Linked DNA regions of Mus musculus: region 1 is linked to region 2. The links are chromatin contacts, called in public promoter capture Hi-C maps. All regions are on one chromosome and are shown on one strand. Each heading gives the region's core, a stretch centred on a gene start, on an enhancer-like site or on the middle of the called end of the contact. The rest is flanking DNA. Distances are from core to core; before and after follow the strand shown. Region 1 holds the start of Becn1 (beclin 1, autophagy related). Region 2 holds the start of Tubg2 (tubulin, gamma 2).

Region 1 (4,938 bases), core at 2,097-4,596, 150 kb before region 2:
AAAAGCATTCATATATAAAATACAGGAATAAAGATTAAAAACAAAACATTTTTTCCACGGGATGAGGTTTGTGCATGGCACAGTACTCGGAAGGCAGAGATCAGATCTCTGTGAGTTCAAGGCCAGCCTTATCTACAGAGTGAGTTTCAGGACATTCAGGGCTCCACAGTGAAATCCTGTCTCAAAAAGACAAAAACAAAACAAAACAAGATTCTATTGTTATGTTTATTTATTTTATTTTATTTTTTGTGTGGCTATTTTGCCTGCATGGATGCATGTGCACCACCTGTGTGCCTAGTGTCCAGAAAATGCCACTGGACATGGAGTTATACATGGTGGTGGGAATTAAACATGGGCCCCCTCTCTACAAGAGTAAGCATTTTATATTATTTTTTTAAGTTTTATTTATTTATTTTATGTATGTAAGTACACTGTATCTGTCTTCAGACACACCACAAGAGGGCATCAGATCTCATTAAGGATGGTTGTGAGCCACCATGTGGTTGCTGGGAATTGAACTCAGAACCTTCGGAAGAGCAGTCAGTACTCTTAACCGCTGAGCCATCTCTCCAGCCCAAGAGTAAGCATTTTATTATTCTCTCTAGCCCCAGAGAGAAATTTTGAGAATAGTTTGAGGTACACAAGATCTTGTCTCCACAAAACAAATGAAACATGAAAAATTTCTGCACATTTAGAAAATAATTTAGGGGCTGGGTGGTGGTGGTGCACATCTTTAATCCCAGCACTTGGGAGGCAGAGGCAGGCAGATTTCTGAGTTTGAGGCCAGCCTGGTCTACAGAATGAGTCCAGGACAGCCAGGGCTACACAGAGAAACTCTGTCTCGAAACAAAACAAAACAAAACAAAACAAAACAAAACAAAACAAAACAAGAAAGAAAGAAAGGAAGGAAGGAAGGAAGGAAGGAAGGAAGGAAGGAAGGAAATAGCTGCAGCGTATCTCAGGTGGTTGAGTTATGAAAGCCTGGGTCATGTAATTGTTAATCCAGCACTCAGAAGATAGAGAGAGGCAGGAGGGTCAAAAGTTCAAGTCATTTTCTGCTGCCTGGTGAGTTTGAAGTCATCCTTGGGATTCATGAGATCTCCTTTTTTTTAAAAAAAAAAAAGCATGGGTGGGAGGAAGGAAGGAAGGAGGGAGGGAGGGAGGGAGGGAAGGAAGGAAGGAAGGAAGGAAGGAAGGATGGAAGGAAGGAAGGTTAGCTAGCTAAACCATTCATGAGAATTTATTTACTCGTGTGTGTGTTTGTGTGTGTCTGTATGTATGTGTGTACATGGATGTCTGTGTGTCTCTCTCTCTGTGTATCTATGTGTTTGTGTATACATATATGTCTACATGTGTCTGTGTGTCTGTGTGTGTTTATCTGTGTGCCAAAGACTTAACATGCAACCCTGACTGACCTGGAGCTCACTATGAGGACCAGGCCGGCCACTGTGAAGATCAGCCTGCCATTGTGCTGAGATTCAAGGCGTGCACCACCACCCCTGGCCATAAACATTTATTTTAAAACCTGAGAAAGACGTTATGATCCAATAAATAAATACAAATATGTGAACATAATTTGTAAGAACTGCAAGGGGCGACCACATGACAAACTCTTCAACCTTATCAGCAATCAGTGATATCAATTACAAGAATGGAGAACTGGAGCCGAGCATGGTGGCGCATGCCTTTAATCCCAGCACTCGGGATGCAGAGGCAGGTGGATTTCTGAGCTTGAGGCCAGCCTGGTCTACAAAGTGAGTTCCAGGACAGCCAGGGCTATACAGAGAAACCCTGTCTTGAAAACCAAAAAAAAAAAAAAAAAAAGAATGGAGAACTGCCATTGTCTGCTATTGTTCCTCAAATATATCTTATCCAATACTGGGCAAGGCATCATAAAACAGGCCCTTTAATGGATTACTAGAGGCAGAATATAATATGAGTTGTTTTGAAAACAACTGCCAATGTTAATAAAGAGAAGATTCCAAAGTCTACAGTACTTTTAATGATAAGGTTCTGTTCTAGGACAAAGTCAATTCCTCATTGTGATATTATTGTATCCACCCAAATTGGAAGCAATGGAAGTTTCCATCAATAAAGAAATTCACTGTAATCTGTGCGTTTCTGCTGTGATGTATTGCAGCAATGAGAATGTTAATTAACAAAACTGGAGCAACATGGAAAACATTCAATTATTTTTATTATCCTTAGTGGTGGTGGAGGGCAGTCCATACCCTGGAATTCCTTTGGAGGTCAACTTCATCTCCTCCTACTCCGATCCTTAGGAATTGACCTTAGGGTCTCTCTCACGTTTGGTGCACACACTTTTACAGGTTGAGCCATCTTGGCAGCCCACATATGTTAAACTTACAAAGTAGGGCTGGACATACAGTTCATTGGTGGAGTACTTGCTTAGTATATGAGAGGCCTTGGATATGATTCCAGATACACACATACTCACAGGAGCCAGCTCTCTCTCTCTCTCTCTCTCTCACACACACACACACACACACACACACACACACACACCACAAATGCATTGGTGTTTTGCATACATGGATGACTGTGTGAAAGTGGTGATAGTGGTGTCAGTTCTTGGAGTTACAGACAGTTATGAGCTGCCATGTGGGTGGATGGATTTGATTTAATCCAGGTCATCTGGAAGTGCGGTTGGTGCTTTTAACTGCTGAGCCATCTCTCCAGTCTCCACTGTCACCTTTTTATTTATTTACATTTTGTTATATACATACATAATACACACATACACATATATACATACATATAACTATCACCTTTAATGTATTTGCATTTTATTATATACACATATACAAACATATATACATACATACACACATACACATACATACATACATATAACAATAAAATTTACCATCCTGCCAAACGCACTCCCTCAGAAGGGTTTAGACAATTTGACTCTCCCAAAAATACACTTTAAAAGCTCACACATGCCGGAAGGTGGTGGTGCACGCTTTTAATCACAGCCCTTAGGAGGCTGAGGCAAGTGGATCTCTGTGAAGTGGATGCCAGCTTGGTCTACAGGGCGAGTTCCAGGTCAACCAGGGCTACACAGAGAAACCCTGTCTCAAACAAACAAACAAACAAACAAACAAACAAACAAACAACACCCTGATCCCTAAGGAATATAGAAGTGGCTCCACTTGGAAGTAACAAATCTTGAGTGGACCGTCTAAATCAGAAGAGTGTGGGCAGCTTCGGCCCACCTGTCGGCACTGCTGCACTTCCCCGCTCGGCCTTTGGATGGCGCTCCGAGCCGGGTAAACAGGGATCTGGAGCAGGGGTCCTTGCGTCAGCTCCCGTCGTGACGTCACTTCTGGTCCTGGGCGGAAGTCTTCAGCTAGCCGACCGGGAAGTAGCTGAAGACCGGGCGATGGGAACTCTGGAGGTCTCGCTCCGGGGCGGACCCGAGGCCACCGTGCCCCCGCGGTAGAACGAGCCTGGGTGGCGGGCTCCGGGCTCCTGAGGTGAGGAGCGTCGGGGCCTGAAGTGAGACCTTAGGAAGAAGCCTAGAGTCCCTGGCGGCCACTCTGGTGCCCCGTTTCCCCGCTCGGGAGACTAGACTGCCTTAGCTGGGCTCTGCCCCGGAAGCGGGTCCTCTTGGTGTCATCCCACTCCCAGAGGGAACGGCGCGGACCGGGATTTTCCTCTTCACCTCCACCACCAAGGCAGCGGGTAGCCTCGGGCCCGAGGTTCAAAGGAGCCGATTCTTCTTAACGTCGTCTTTTCTCCGCTGTCGCAGGCATGGAGGGGTCTAAGGCGTCCAGCAGCACCATGCAGGTGAGCTTCGTGTGCCAGCGCTGTAGCCAGCCTCTGAAACTGGACACGAGCTTCAAGATCCTGGACCGGGTCACCATCCAGGAACTCACAGGTCAGCAGGATCCGAGGAAAGGGGTGGTCAAGAAGGAGGGAAGTGGGCAACTTTAGGGACATTGAGGTGGCGGTCTCTGGCTTTCGGTTTTCTCGTCAGGAATAGACCTCTGACAGTGTCTCCAGAGTGAAGGAGTATTCACATATAACAGAATTTCTTGAAGATTTACCAGTGTATCAATCAGGTGTCCTGTAACAGTCCCCGTGGAAACCAGGCTTGGTGGCTCACATCTATAACTGCAGCAACTCAGGAGGCTGACGCCGGAGCTGCCTCAAGTTCCAGGCCAGCCTGCGCTATTGAATGAGACCCTGTTTCCAAAAATAAAAAGGACAGGAGAAGTGCCATGGTGCATCCTCTTACAGGTGACGAGTTGAGGTTAGAGCCATCAGTGAGCATACTTACCTGAGGTCCAGTGAAGTGTAGGAGAGCCTTGAAGCCTGAAGAAGAGAGTGAGAGAGGTGATTAGCGAGTTTAAACACGTTCATGGGCCTGGCATTAGCATGGAAACCTTGGCTTTGTTGTATATAGCTCCCTAGACCTTGATTCATTTTTATTCATAATTAGTATTAGTTATGTGTATAGGTGGTTTGCTTACATGTACATCTGTCCATGACGAGAATGCCTGATGCCGGGAGAGGCCAGAAGAGGGCGTCAGATCCCTGAACTGGAGTTAACAGGTGGTTGTGAGCCACCGTGTGAGGGCTAGGACTCGAACCTAGGTCCTTTACAGGAGCAACAGGTGCTCTAAGCTATTGAGTGATCTGCCCAGCTCTTTATTTTTCTTCTCCTTAAAAAAAAATTATTTTCATTGTTCTTGCTGTTGGTATAGACAGAGTTTCACTCTAGCCCTTGCCTGGCTAGATTGTCCTGCCTCTGCCTTCAGAGTCCTGGGGCTTAAAGGTGTGCGCCACCACACCTGGCTTATTTTTCATTTTTAAAGGTTAATGTTGTGTGTTGAAAGCTTTCATCTCCCAAGTGTTGGAATAAAGGAGGTCTGTGTGCTACCATGCCCGGCTTTACATGTTTCTAAACTA
Region 2 (5,045 bases), core at 467-2,966:
ATGCGGAGTTGAATGTTTCACGTGATTGAATCATGCCTGATCTTTCCCCCCAGCATGCTTCACTGTTGAAGATCCTCACCTCTAGACTGTCACTTCCATCTGCTTCTCGGTCTATAATGTCAAAGATGTCCTCGTGAATTTTCTCACCCTGTATGTAGACATGGGGAAGGGAAAGTCAGACCAAAGGTTCTTTCTTCTCAGCACCAAGATCTCCACCCATTGTCTCCGTTGCCATCCTGAAACTGAGCTTCCCAACCAGAATCTCTCTCAACCCAGAAATGCTACTTTGTGAACGATTTGCATAAAATTTACATAACCTTCCCTAGCAGTCCCTCCTCTCAACATACCCATTTGTCTCTTTATTTCTTTCTTTTTTTTTTTTTTTTTTTTTTTTTTTTAAAGATTTATTTATTATTATATGTAAATACACTGTAGCTGTCTTCAGACACACCAGAAGAGGGAGTCAGATCTTGTTAGGGATGGTTGTGAGCCACCATGTGGTTGCTGGGATTTGAACTCTGGACCTTCAGAAGAGCAGTCGGGTGCTCCTACCCACTGAGCCATCTCACCAGCCCCCGTCTCTTTATTTCTTGCAAGTCTAACCTGGACGGATCCCCAGACTGGCTTGAGCCTTTCCTTATCCTAGGCTAGGATTACCAAGGAACTCTAGGAGTGACACCTGGGAGAATCCTCTGCCCCAGTTGTTGCCAGCTCCTCCGCCATGCTCCGACAGGTAGATGTTCTCCGGGTTGTAGAGCTTAGCATAGGAGGAGTTGAGGATGGAATGGATCACCCGGGGCTCCAGGTCCAGCAGCACAGCCCGGGGGATGTAGTGCTCATCATCTGCCTGTCAGAGGTAAGCCAGGATGGGTCAAGTCCTGAAGCCTCCCAACTCTGGCTCCTGCAGGCCCTCCCTTAAGATAGCCACTCTGTTCCCATCCATCCACTCAGAGAGTTTCCCAGCACCAGATCGCGCTGCCAGTCCCTTCAGGTCCCCATGGTCCTGGTCAAGTCACTGGGGGGGAGGGGCGGGGGGCACCTGGTAGAAAAAGACATCCTTTCGGTCAGTGCCCTCGGTGGCGAACTCCTCTACGATGCCCTCGGGGCTGATTCCATGTTCAGCACACAGCTGTTTCCAGAACTCGAACCCAACTGGGGGAGGAGGAAGAGGCCCAAGTCTGCTACAGCTTTAAGGCCTGAGGAGCCCAGGCTCAGAGGCTATTACATTCCAGAAGGTGACCCAAGACACCTGGGTCTGGAAGTTGTCACAGCCCAGGGCTAAGGAGGCAGCTCTTGCCTGGATCATCATGCGCAATAGAAAAGGTGGATCATGGGAAGGACAAAGGGGATTGATGGGTACCAGGCACTTGAGTGCAGCCTGAGGGATTGAACCAGAGGGATAGAAGCGGGGCACCGTGGTCGCTTGCTCACTCTGGTTGCCGCACTGGCCCAGCTGCAGGGTGATGATCTCCCGGGGCATCGCCGATCAGACCTAGCTCGTCCGCCCCGGCCTGGCGGCGGGGGTCACGACTGAGAGGAACTCCTGCCAGCCGGAGGCGCAGGACATGGGGAACGCGCTGTCGACTGATGTTTTGACGCGGGCGCTGGGTCTGCGCGTGTGCAGTGTGGGCCTCTCCGCAGCCGGCGGGCGGCAGAGCCCATCCTGGGCATCATTTTCTCTCTTAGCAATTGCAGCTGGAATTCAGCACAGGCGCAGAGCGAGGCCACGCTTCCTGTCACTATGTGCGCTTGCGCACGGTAACATTTGGCCAGCCGAGGATCCCCAGGGGTGTGGGGGAGGGAAGGGAGAAGTGGCCAGGTGGATGCACCAAGTGTGGGAGTCACCTGCCTACACCTGCCGGATATGCTAAATTGAGGGGCTACATTTAAGCCAACTCTTTTCAAGTGAGCATGCAAGGGAAGTGCTACTATATGTGGGTGTACATGTATGTGTGTTTACATATATTCTTTTTTTTTTTTTCTTTTTGGTTTTTCAAGACAGGTTTCTCTGTGTAGCCTTGTCTGTCCTGGAACTCACTCTATAGACCAGACTGCCTCAAACTCATAGATCTGCCTACCTCAGCCTCCCGAGTGCTGGGATTAAAAGCGTTCAGCTATTTTCATATTCTTACACTATGAAAAATACAAAGTTTGTCAGCTGGGACCAGGTGTGGTGGCTCGTGCCTTTAATCCCCAGCACTTGGGAGACAGTGGGAGGCAGATCTCTGTGAGTTCTAGGTCATCCTGTTTAGTGAATATCAGGCCAGCTGGAGCTACATAGTGAGACCCTGGGTAATAAAATAAGTCATCTCAGGCTGGCAGGTGTCATAAAGGCCCTTACTGCCAAGCCTGACCACATCGGAGTTTGATTGCAGGGTCCTCATGGTGGAAATAAGGAATCAAGAACGAACTCCTGGATTATCCTTTGACCTCTCTATATGCGTACTCTTGGAGTATGCAAACCTGCAAGGAATAAATAAATAAATGTAATTAGAAAGTACGTCCAGACACTGGTTTAAGTTCGGGGACCCCAGTGGAGAAATCAGGGCAAGGACTGAAGGAGGCTGAAGGGATTTGCAGCCCCATAGGAAGAACAACAGTATCAACCAAACAGAACCCCCTCCCCCAAAGCTCCCAAGGACTAAATCACTAACCAAAGAGAACACATTGGGGGACCCATGGCATAGCTGGATATGTAGCAGAGGATGGCCTTGTTATACATCAATGGGAGGGGAGCCCCTTGGTCCTGTGGAGGCTCAATGGTCCAGGGTAGGGGAATGACAGAGTGCTGAGGCAGGAGTGGGTAGGTGGGTGGGGGAGCACCCTCATAGAGGCAGGGGGAAGAGGAAAGGGGATAGGGAGTTTGTGGAGGGGAAACTGGGAGGGGGGATAACATTTGAAATGTCAATAAAATAACCAATAAAAATGAAAATATAGGGGCTGGAGAGATGGCTCAGTGGTTAAGAGCACTGACTGCTCTTCTGAAGGTCCTGAGTTCAAATCCCAGCAACCACATGGTGGCTCACAACCATCCATAACAAGATCTGACACCCTCTTCTGGTGTGTCTGAAGACAGCTACAGTGTACTTAAGACATATAATGAATAAATAAATCTTTTTTTAAAAATGAAAATACACACAAACACACACAAACACACATATATATATATATATACATATATATTTGAAAAAGAAAGAAAGTACATCCAGATAGAGGCATACCTTTCAGTTGAGCACTCAGAGCCAGAGGCAAGTGATTCTAATCTACATAAATTCTAAGACAGCTCAGGCTACATTGTATCTTAATTAATTAATTAAGTTATACCTTTACACCTGAGTTTAACCAAAAGGCAGAGAAGGGATAGTTGTATCTTTTTTAAAGGTACCAAATTGTTTTTGGAGACAGGCTTTCTTTGTGTAGCCCTGGCTGTCCTGGAATTGGGTCTGAGACCAGGCTGGCCTTGAACTCACAGAAGTCCACCTGTCTCTGACTCCCAAGCGCTGGAATTAAAGGCCTACGTCACCACTGCCATGCTAAGTTTACTATTTTAATCTTTTGTTAAGTGTGAGACCTTTTTGTTTTGATTTTTTTTTTTTGAGGGGGCTGGAGAGGCCTGGATCCCTCATGTGATCCAGGTTGACCTCAGTGCCACTCTGTAGCTCATAATCTTGATTTCTTGGTCCTCCGGCTGATGTTTCTCAAGTCCTAACATCACAGGCTTATGCCACTACAGCCAGAATTTTTTTGTCTTCCCTAAAGCTCCATATTCCTTCTTAGATGTCTCACCCCGCCCCCTCTGGCCCTGCCCCTCTCCAGCCCTTGACATTGACCGTCCTTTCTGTTAGGGATTTGCCTTCTCTACCTACTTAAAAGGATTCATCTAATACTTTTCCACTTGTTTCTGCCCATTTCTTTTCTTTAGGATTTCTACAGATTGTACCCAAGTCAGGACATTTTGGCCTTTTTAAGTTAAATAATAAGCCAGGCAGTGGTGGCACATGCCTTTAGTCCTAGCACTTGGGAGGCAGAGGCAGGCAGATCGCTGAGTTTGAGGCTAGCCTGGTCTACAGGGCAAGTTCCAGGACAGCCAGGGCTATATAGTGAAAACCTGTCTCAGAAAACCAAAAAAAAAAAAAAAAAAAAAAGTAAAATAGTAATAGTAATAAAATGGAAAACTAAATAAAAAATAAAGAATATGCATGTGTGTATGCGTGTGCTTGATCCATTCTTATCTTAGCGACCTCTCCTCCCTCTTCCTCTTGTGGTGTTGGGAACTGAATCTAGGATTTTGCTCTCATGAGGCTAGTACCCTTCCTCAAGCTACAATCACAGCTCTCTATTTACTTAAAAACAAACAAACAAACATCATTGGGTTGCAGAGATGGCCCAGCAGTTCAGAGCACTGGGTTTGGTTCCCAGCACTTATATTATGTGACAAGAATTTTCCTGAGGAGATGTAACATACACATTACTCACTCCAGATAGTACAGACAACACCAAAGTCCAAGTTGGTGAACCAGTGAGTTTTATTGAGGTTACTTACAGGGATGTGGGTGGGGCTTACTTATAGGAGCAGAGATGAATCACGGTGCATTACCCAAGCCCACTCCATATGGTAACAGCTCACAAAGCTGGGAACCTGGAGCACACTGCACAGTCAACAGGCAGCTTGACAGGTTGGACAGTGTCCCTTCCAAATGACTCAGTTGGTCTTAACCTCCTCCAAACAGCTTTTTAGTTTTTTTTCTTCTTCCAGAAAACTGATTTCATCTGGGAATCTTTGCAGCTCAGCCTTACCTTGTCTGAAAGGGACTCTCAGCTTTTATTGTTTACTCTGGCAGGGAGGGGCCTATTGATTCTGGTCAGTTTCAGGGACTTCCTGGAGCGCTTTTGAGCTTTTTAAACTTTCCTACTTCAGAAGCTTCCTAGAAAGGTAGAATGTTTCAATCTCGAGGAAATAGAATGTTTCAATCTGAGGAAATTGTTATCCAACACTGCATCATTACTAACAACTCCAGTCCTAGAGGTTCTGATGCCTTCTAATA

Evidence for each region. Capture Hi-C pulls out chosen DNA fragments and counts their contacts.
Region 1: a promoter capture Hi-C map of pancreatic islet shows a contact between it and region 2. The contact joins the promoter of Becn1 here to the promoter of Tubg2 in region 2. A contact is called at or near these places in 6 of 39 promoter capture datasets (cranial neural crest, embryonic stem cells, hematopoietic stem and progenitor cells and 2 more), 1 of 484 Hi-C or Micro-C datasets (embryonic stem cells), 7 of 115 datasets of contacts at active chromatin or transcription factors (the 230-238 cell line, the SCID.adh cell line, effector CD8 T cells and 2 more) and 3 of 9 other capture datasets (adipose tissue, liver and pancreatic islet).

What each region holds. Positions count from the first base shown.
Region 1 is chr11:101,300,694-101,305,631 of GRCm38.p6, reverse strand. It overlaps Becn1 (beclin 1, autophagy related), which reads left to right and starts at 3,346. Exons shown (of 12, transcript NM_019584.4): 1 at 3,346-3,500; 2 at 3,776-3,904. The coding sequence starts at 3,778.
Region 2 is chr11:101,152,555-101,157,599 of GRCm38.p6, reverse strand. It overlaps Tubg2 (tubulin, gamma 2), which reads right to left and starts at 1,716. Exons shown (of 11, transcript NM_134028.2): 1 at 1,432-1,716; 2 at 1,040-1,152; 3 at 680-847; 4 at 80-148. The coding sequence starts at 1,480.